2 separate regions of the Xenopus laevis genome follow, and region 1 is linked to region 2. Evidence: chromatin contacts called from public Hi-C data. All regions are on one chromosome and are shown on one strand. Each heading gives the region's core, a stretch centred on a gene start, on an enhancer-like site or on the middle of the called end of the contact. The rest is flanking DNA. Distances are from core to core; before and after follow the strand shown.

What was found. Hi-C and Micro-C count contacts between places; a contact is called where the count stands out from the background.
Region 1: a Hi-C map of the XL177 cell line shows a contact between it and region 2, with 3 times the contacts expected there. The contact joins the enhancer-like site here to the promoter of rnf224.S in region 2. A contact is called at or near these places in 2 of 4 Hi-C or Micro-C datasets (the XL177 cell line and the XTC cell line).

The regions. Positions count from the first base shown.
Region 1 is chr8S:26,796,420-26,801,498 of Xenopus_laevis_v10.1, reverse strand. No RefSeq gene overlaps it. Among protein-coding and RNA genes, the nearest start is that of ddr2l.S, 5.2 kb to the left of the region's middle. Within about 2 kb of position 2,043, at least 2 of the 7 cell types and tissues checked have an H3K27ac peak or open chromatin away from gene starts, as enhancers often do.
Region 2 is chr8S:26,729,058-26,733,886 of Xenopus_laevis_v10.1, reverse strand. It overlaps rnf224.S (RING finger protein 224), which reads right to left and starts at 2,204. Exons shown (of 2, transcript XM_018232500.2): 1 at 875-2,204.

The DNA.
Region 1 (5,079 bases), core at 794-3,293, 68 kb before region 2:
TGGGGCCTTACCACTGCTCTATAAAGTGGAGGAATGACCGCCTCCTCCCGTGACTCTATGCCCCTTTTAATACAGCTCAAGACCTTATTTGCCCTTGATGCTGCTGACTGGCATTGCTTGCTACAGCCAAGTTTATCATCTACAAGGTCTCCAAGGTCCTTTTCCATAATGGCTTTGCCTAGTGCAGTCCCATTAAGGGTATAAGTGGCTTGGATATTTTTACATCCCAGGTGCATGACTTTACATTTATCAACATTGAATCTCATTTGCCACTTAGCTGCCCAGATTGCCAGTTTGTCAAGATCGTGTTGCAAGGATGCCACATCCTGGATGGAATTTATTGGGCTGGATAGTTTTGTCTCATCTGCAAACACTGATACATAACTTCCAATATCAGATTAGATATGGAATTGTCCTTATAGTGGTCATCTGTGTATTTAGTGCTTCTCAACGAACCGCAGACCCGTACCCGATTCCAAGTAAAGGAGAGACTAGCCGGAGAGCACAAATTCTTGCTTTAAAAGGTTTTCATTTTATTTTGCAGAAAGTCCTGCACAACATGTTTCGGCTACAACGGCCATCATCAGGTGCATGAATTTGTGCTCTCCGACTATTCTCTCTATTACTTACAATACCCTCCCCTAAGTCATTAATAAACAAGGTAATTAAAAGTGGACCCAATACCGAGCCCTGAGGGACCCCACTAAGAACCTTACTCCAAGTAGAGAATGTACTACCCTCTGTACCCGATCCTGAAGCCAGTTTCCTATCCATGTACAAAGGGCTTCATTAAGCCCAACAGACCTTTGTGTAGAAAGCAGTCTGTTGTGGAGCACGGTATCAAACACTTTGGCAAAATCCAAATAGATCACATCTACTGCCCTCCCACTATCCAGCATCTTACTTACATTATCATATAAAGCAATGAAATTTGTATGACATGACCGCTATCCTTCATAAAGCCATGCTGATTGCTGCTCATAATGCCATTGACAAGGACAACATTTTGAATGTGATCCCTTAACAAGTCTTCAAATAATTTCCCCACCACCAATATCAAACTTACTGGCCTATAATTGCCAGGTTGATATCGTAATAAACTTCTTTCACATATGAGGTGATAGGGTGATATTCCTGCGGTCAGCACCAATTTATTTCTTCACATAGTTCATATAGTTACAAATGAAGCTTTCAGGAAAGAACGTTAGGGTCCTTCCGTATATGTTCGTTGTTCCGTATATGTTCATTGTTGCGTATATGTTCGTTGGCTTGTGCTACAATCCTGACATGCGCAAAGAGGGATTTTATCCCTGAACGACTAAAATTTTTAAATTCATCCGATCAATTTTGCCAACGATAATGTTGAGACGATCGTTCATCCGACGATCGTTCGTACACCATCAGCTATCCGATAGGTTATCGATATTATCGGAACGTTCTGGAATCGTTTGGAAGTAAAAAATCTGCCCGTCTATGGCCACCTTAAGTGCATCAGGGGGTACTGAAGTCTAGTCGTCTAGTCTAATGATAATTAATGTACTGCAGACTAAGTAGCCATGATTTAATTAAATATAATGGCAATAAATAGAGCAATGCAGACACAGACATACACTATATACTTATCCAGTCAGCATCACTATTAAGGGGAAATACAATTTATATACCTGCTGCTTCACCAGTAACAATCATTGGGGGTAGTTTCATGTGAGCTTATGAATGATATACCTGCAGAGGTCTCAATATGGCAGCCACCACAGGTATGACTACAAGACAAATATACAGGTAAGTGTTGTCTCCCTATACAGAGGAGCCATTGACAGGATAAATATTAATAGTGACTTCTAGAAAGGGAAACTAGAGAGGCATATACACGTAAATAGCATCACTTCAGTTTTATATTGTGGTTTGTTAGGCAACAGCAACAGTAAAGCCAATACAGGAAGCTGCTCCTGGGTTACTCTTGTAAGAGGCAATGAGAGTGACACCAGAACGAGTGATTACTTCCCTCTACAAGAAATGGGCTGTGCTTTAACTGGGACTCATTTACCAATAGCAGTGCTGTAACTGGCAGCAACCAGGCTGCAGAGTGAACAGTAGAGGGCACTATAATACCATTAATGTGAGGTGAGAAAAATTCCAGGGATGACTGGGATCTGATGCAAGAGATTTATTGGCAGATATTCCGCTCTGGAATTTCAGGCATCACTTGCCATTAACTTGCCTCTTACTGTTTGCATTCAAATAGCTTTAATGCAATTTCACTGTCCCCTTGCTCTCGCTGAAATACAACTCCCATGACAGTCTGATCAAGCATTCCCTCAGGGGCCCTGCAGGTGCTGGGGAGCCCTGGGCCCTTTCATCCTACATCTTGGTTGCACAGCACATCAGACACAAACCCAGACTATTTATTCAGACAAGCAGGTGACAAAGTGAAACCATTTCTGCCAAGGAGGCGCCCCATACAATGGGCTCCTTGTCAGATCTTTACTTTGGCCCTTGCACCTACAAGGGGGTCTTGTGTAACCAGTGAAAGAGAACTAAGGGCCAGTATTGAGCACACTTCCTAGCTTAAAGGAGAACTAAACCCTAAAAATTAATGTGGCTAAAAATGCCATATTTTATATACTGAACTTACTGCTTTAGCCTAAAGTTTCAGCTTCTCAATAGCAGCAATGAGCCAGGACTTTAAACTTGTCACAGGGGGTCACCATCTTGGAAAGTGTCTGTGACACTCACATGCTAGATGGGCTCTGAGCAGCTGTTGAAAAGCTAAGCTTAGGGGTCATCACAAATTATCAAGCAGAAAATGAGGTTGGTCTGTAATATAAGCTGATGCTACAGGGCTGATTATTCAATTCTGATTCTAATATCACTGGTTTCTGTGCTGCCATGTAGTAATCATCTGTATTAATTACAGCCTTATGTTGTGACAAGAAAAGAAGATGGGGAGCTACTGGGGCATCTTTGGAGGCAGGCCCGAACTGGCAATCTGTGGGTTCTGGCAAATGCCAGAGGGGCTGCTGTATGGTTCAATAGAAAGGTACCATGTAGTGGGTTGGTAGGGGCCTGTTTGGGCTGGTGGGGGGCTGTTTGGGCCTCTGTGTACTTGGAATGGCAGGGCCTATTTTGACTCCCAGTACAGGCCTGTTTGGAGGTACAGATCTTCCCTGCTAAAGGGCTGCGGTAGCTTTGGGCTGGTACAGAAGCCCAAAATATAATGTACAACATTTCTAGCCTACTTGTTTAGTTAGGCTTTAGTTCTCCTTTAAGGGGGAGCCATCCATATCCCACTCAGACACAGTTGTGCAACACTGGAGGTCCCAGTCCAATGCTTACCTTGGATATTGAGAAATATACCCCTGTGTGAAAGTTGGCCACCATTAATGGGAAAAGCAGGCTTGGTGAGATGGTTCGGCTCTACAGATCGTCCTGCTGTGGACCTGAGGGCACGGGAGGAATTCTGATCCCTGTACTTACATAGTAAATTCTTGCCTGGCATGTGGAGCAAAACCTGCTCCCTGCCTTGTGTCCATTCCCATGGAGGCCCCCCTGTGCCAATCACAGTGCTCTATACTCTCAAAGGGCTCCCCCCCTAAATCATCCATCAGTTATATGACAGGCTTAAAGTGGCCATACACGGGCCGATAAATGCTGCTGACAGACAGCAGCTTATTGGCTCATGTATGAGGCCCTCCGACGGACTTCCCCGATCGATATCTGGCTGAAAGTCAGGCAGATGTCGATCGGACGGGACTAAAAACCCAGTTGGATCACAGACCGCATCTATTTATTCATGCGGTCCCACAATTCGACCACCCATTTACACATCGTTATTATCAGATCGTTGGGCCCTAGGGCCCATGATTGGATCAGCCGATATCACCCACCTCAAGGTGGGCATATCGGGGAGAGATCCGCTCGTTTGGCCAAATGAGCAGCTCTCCGTGTATGGCCACCTTTAGGCTTTCTATTGTTTGCACAGGCAGCACTACAGCCTGGAGACACCTCAGCAGGATTAAAGTAGAAGAGCGGAAATGCCCATTGTATGTAAATCAGATCTGCCAAGAGGCAGGAAGAAACCAATACCTGATATTAATTATAAGGGGCACTACCAGCCAGGCAGCTACTTCTCTCCATAAATTGCAACCTATTGGTATAAATTATTGCAACTGCTCCATACACCAAAGGTGGCCATAGACGCACAGATAATATCGTACAAAACGACTTTTCATACGATATTTGTGCGTGTAGAGAGCCCTATTAGATCTGGCCATAAAAAGGCTCATAGAAGGTTGAGTTGCTGGCTTATTGGCCCCTGTATGGGGCCCCACAGACAGACCTGCCTTAATGATATCTGCCTGACAATTGAGCAGGTCTGATTTTCTTATTCAACAATAAGGCTGCCTTTATCCAAAGGAGTACAAAGTAGCCAACTCTGTATGATCTGATTATACTGGCCCCAGGGTCAGTGATCAGATCAGCTCAATTTGGTATACATGGATCCAAACAAGCAGATCTGGCAATGTATGGCTTTCTGAAAGGTGAAGTTCACCTTTCCACAAACTTTTGATGTTTAACCAGATGCACCCATTCAAAGCAATTTTTCATTTAGTCTTCTTTATTTATTTTGTATAGATCCAACTCCAAGATTTCCCCTGGTTGTGCTAATGGTAAAGTGCTGGTTATATAATGTGAATTTCCTCTAGTTTGGGTACTTGTTTTCAAGAAGGGAGGGGGTGTAAGTGAGATGACCCTTATTTGCATGGTGTAACCCCCAACCTTTTCCTTACTGATTTAACCCCCCCACACAAGAACCACACATATAATGCAGCATTTCACGGACCTGATAAGAAAGGACAATTCCCAGAGCAGAAAGTGAGATTTGGTTTCCAGTAACAAAGCCGGATATTAGGAGGGGGTGTAGTTATTGTACCCCCCACGAGGTCCAGGCAGTAGGGCAGTCAGAAGGAGTCTGTTCAGGAGGCTGATGTCCTGTACTGGGTCCCAGCAAAAAGTACTCAAGCATAGTTTTCATTGGTCCATACTGATCCATATGGACCAATGAAAACAATGCTTGAG
Region 2 (4,829 bases), core at 955-3,454:
GCACTGCAGAATATGTTGTTAATAACCATACAAGGTGCTGGTTAATTTGTGACTCTCAGAGATAAAAGGACATGGATCACACGAGTTGGGAAAAGCTCAGGACCCAGTTAGTGCTATTGAACAAGTAGGTTCAGGTTGCCATGTAGAACTGGGTGCAGTCTCCATGCCCAGAGCCATTCAAACATGAGACCTTAATTTACTGAAAGGCCCATGTTTCAACCAGCCCCTGTGGAATGAGGGTCTCTTTGGAAGATGGTGAAACATGGAGAACGTTAGCATGGATCCGTGCACCAATTATTGGGTACATAATGCAGGATGGGTGAAGATATGGGGGCTATTGCACCTTTAATCAGGAATGTTTATGTGCATAAAGTCTGTGTTACCTGCTTGATGCCACTGGAGGGCAGCACCATCCATCCATAACCAGCAGTGCTAACTGCCAGTAGGTTATCCGCCACATTAAGCAAAAAACTATCCGAATTCCCAGGTGTATGATCCTACTTCCTATTTTTGCACTAATCTCTCTGACATGAACAGTTGTACTTTAGCTGTAAATGGATTTGTATTGGGATATTTCATATTTCTGCTTTTTAATACACTTGTGTGCTCAGGGTCTGCAGGGAGGTTGAGTCCAGAAGTCATAATAAAAAGCATTTTTGTGCATTAAATGCAACAGCTCACGTGTTGGGGTCCTCCAAACATGTGCTTCCAGGCTGCTCTCTTTCCCATGGTCAGACAGGAACCTTCCTTTGAGTAAGTGAATCCAATCAGAGCTCTGATTCACTGTAATCCATGCTCCTGGGCTGCTCTCTTTCCAATGGTCAGGCAGAAACCTCCCCCTGGGTAAGTGAATCCAATGTCCCCCAGTACTTACCCAGGTACATAACTTTGATTCTCTGTACTGCTCCTGGGCTGCTCTCTTTTCCATGATCAGTCAAGGTGGATGCTTTCTGATTTCAGACTGCAAGCTCTTCACCTCCTGTATTGGCCAGTATGTAGTCTGTATGTATGATGGTGTGCAATTGTGTTGTATAGCGCTGTATAGCTGTGGCCACTAGAGGGAGCTCCATCAGACTCCTCTGCTTCTTCGAGGCCCAAAAGAATCTGTTGAGAGCACCGTGACTCTCTGACCCTAATATGGGTGTTTGTTTTCCCATCAGATAAGTACTTGAGCCTAACGAGCCATGCATATTAATTAGCAACGGTCCTGTTCAGCCAGGCAAATCCATTTAGCCTACAGTTGGAAGGACTTCAGCTAATTACTGACCGGCCAATCAGGTTCAGTGCAATGTGACCCGAAACGGCTCTGTTTAGTTTCCTCTGTTTTGGGAACAAACTGTGTGTTGGTCCCTGAACTGAACCCCCCCCCCTTTCCTTTATTGCAGTTCATGAGACTGCAGCCCTGATGCCAAGTACAGGGCAAGGCACCTATCCGTATGCCTGAGTAGTGACTGATGCATGGGATGCCCTCCCAGCAGAGGTGGCAGGCATGTTTCTGTGGTCCGATGCTGTTGGGCCTGAATCTGCTCTGAGTTAATTAGAACCTGTTGGGCCTGATTCCTTTGCAGTGATTGGGCAGGAGATGAGTGGATCAGGTCATGGCGGTGCCAAACTCAGAAAATGAATGGTCCCTGCCCAAGGGTTCCAGCTTTGTGTCCCAGATTTCCATGTGTCCCCTGCCCACACCTCAGGGGAGGATCTGCACCTTCAGTAATTTCCCTGTGCCCGTCTATCAGCGCTGTCGCTGTATTTGCGGCATTCTGCAGGCAGGAGGCTCTGGTTTTGGCACAGTAGGGCAATTAGGGGCATATTAAAGAACAAGAAAGGTGCAGCTACTTCTGAGAAGTTTAGCAAGTACATTTGTGTTGGCTGTCCTGGTTAGGGTTGCTTCTTTTCTGGAAATAAAATACCGGCCTTCCTATATTCTTGCCATTTTTTCCTATTAATAACATTTGCATCAAGCATACTTTTTACCGGCAAGGTGGCAACCCTAGTCCTAGTGCCACCGCTGGTACTCGTGTGCCCATACAGAGATTAGAGGCTGCATGCCCGGGGGGCTGTGCAGTAAAACTGCAGTGATTACCGGTGATGTTGCCCATAGCTTTGTTTTCTAATAGTTGAAATCTTATTGATAATATGGAGGTTATGTAATAAAAGACACTTAAGTTTGCCCAGGAGCAGTAACCCATAGCAACCATCAGCAGGCAGCATTCACTGGTCACCTGTTTAAAAGCATCCATCTTAGTCGTTGCTATGGGTTACTGCTCCTGGGCAAACGTAATACCTCAGTGTCGAACTGGAATGCCAGGGGCCCACCAGAAAACCTTAGACTGTGGGCCCACTTTCCAAACTATTTTTCTTCCTCTACTCACTCAATCTCTTAATTCTCCTAGTCTATTATATCTACTTACTATATTCTTTTTAAGCATTTTTTCCCTTAAAGAAAAAGGGAATGACCATGAAATAGGCCAAATGGTTAGAAGCAAAAGGGTACATTGACACCTGGGCCCACCAGGAGTTTTCCTGGGATCCCGTTGGGCCTGTCCAACACTGGTACCTTATATTACATATGGGGGTCGTATCCTATTGTTTGTGGAGTGTGTGCAGTACATGCAGTACCCTCACCTGCCAGGAGGAGACGCTATGTCTTAGGTTTACATTTAAAGGCTTTCTGCATGTAATTATACTGTGGTTGTGACTCACACCCCAATCTTGCTGCTATTCTCTGTCACATTAGAGGGTCAGGTTTTATATGTTTGTATATTTTATTAATGTCATTGGTTTGTCCTGCCTTTGCTAAGCTTTCTTATCTCTCCCACTCTCTCTGCTGAAGCTGCACATACACTGCCCGATAAAAGCTTTAGATACAGACTGCCTGGCTGATATTGCTCTGCCATAGTTAAAGTTGCAACCTTTTATGGAAAAAAATACCGGCCTTCCTATATTCTTGCCACTTTTTCCTATTAATAACATTGACATCAAGCATCATTTTTACCGGCCAGACCGGTAAAATACCGGCCAGGTGGCAACCCTAGCCATAGTTCCAGGGGCACCAATAAGCACTCTCCCCAACCCCCCCAATTGGCCTTCAGGCTGGGTCCCCTTAGCGCATTACAAGGTTACAGATATATAGAAACATTGGGATAACAGTCACCAGGAGTGCTTCGCTAATGAGGCGAGTTGAGGCTGTCGCCTCAGGCAGCAGCGCCCTACTAGGTACCAGGGGCGCCAAAAATGCTGCTCCTGGTACTTTAAGAGTGAATTTCCGGGGGAGGGGGGGCAGCAGCAACTGCTGCTGCCTCAGGCGGTGGAGGGGTCAGGATCGCCCCTGACAGTCACCCTGCCATAGCTCCAGAGGCACCCAGGGCACAAATAAGCACTCACCCCAAATCTCCCCTTAATTGGCCTTCAGGCTGGGCCCCCTTAGCTCATAACAAGGTTACAGATATATAGAAACAATGGGGTACCAGTCACCCTACTATAGTTCCAGGGGTCCCAAGGGCACAAAAAACTGCTTAGCCATTGCCCTAGCCAGTGACTATTTATTGGGCCTGGGGAGTGCATGTTTGGGCCTGTGGGTACTGGAAGTGCCAGGGCCTATATTGAGTGCCAGTGCGGAACTGCCTGATGCTGTGGAGGAAACAGTGTGGCTGAGTTGGCACCCAAGTGGGCAGTGTAAGGTGCTGTTGGTCGAAAGCATGGATCCCTCATGTTTTTGGCCATGTGGGTGACTTCTGCCCCATGGGTAAATATGACTAAATACTTATCTACTCAAGGTTGTTGCTGCAGTAGAACTTCCAGCACCACTAGCAAGAAAAGTGTTAAAGTTACAGGCTTTGGTGCCAGTTTTCCTTTACTACCCCCGGGCAGCTGTACTTACCCTTCTTGCCTAGAACCTCTGCCCCAGATGGACATAAGTGACTAGGGGCAGGCCCGGACTGGCAATCTGTGGGTTCTGGCAAATGCCAGAGGGGCTGCTGTAAGATGCCATAGACAGTCACTATTTAGTTGGCTGGTGGGGGCTGTATGGGCCTCTGTGTACTTCAAATTCCAGGGCCTATTTTGAATCCCAGTCCAGATTTGTTTGGGGGTAATGGTCTGCTCCCCCAGGGGCATGTAGAAATATCTCCCACCAGAACATGGTAGCTGACACTCTATTTTCCCCTGTGTGGAAGGGCCTAGTGAGTACTGCATTCCAGTCCCAGTGCAGAGGAATGTTCTCCCTATTGTAACACAGACTCCCTCATGCTCCTGTACAAAGCTACCATTCAGCTCCCACTAACAATAGCCCCATTGTCTGCCCCTCCTGCCCCTGCTTGGAGCTTATTGCTCTGCCTGCACATCCCATTGGAAGAAAAATATCTGCACTCAATAGATCACTTGTAATAGTAGCACTGAATGGCCTGAGCTGTGGGAACTTAACTTCCACTCCCCCCAACTATGGCTCCTGCCCACGCACCTGCCAATGGGCACCACCCGTGGGATTACCTATCAAATCCTCCCCTGTGGTTCATGCCCACTCACATGCCAACCTGAGAACTGGCACCACCTGTGGGATTATCTATCACTTAAGAAATTGTGGTTCATGCCCACTTGTAAGGGGATCAAAGGGTTGATGCTCTGCTGTCACCATGGAAACCACTCTTTACTCCAAGGATGGGAATCCACACCGATGATTATAAAAACGTAGAATATTTATTGGAACACTTCAGCAATATCCATTCAACTTTTGTACAGTCCAAGCACATTCACAATGTCAATCACTCCCTTTCTTGCAGAGCAGTTACTTCTTCCAATAGTGAACCCCTCACACAGAGTCACAGGAGACA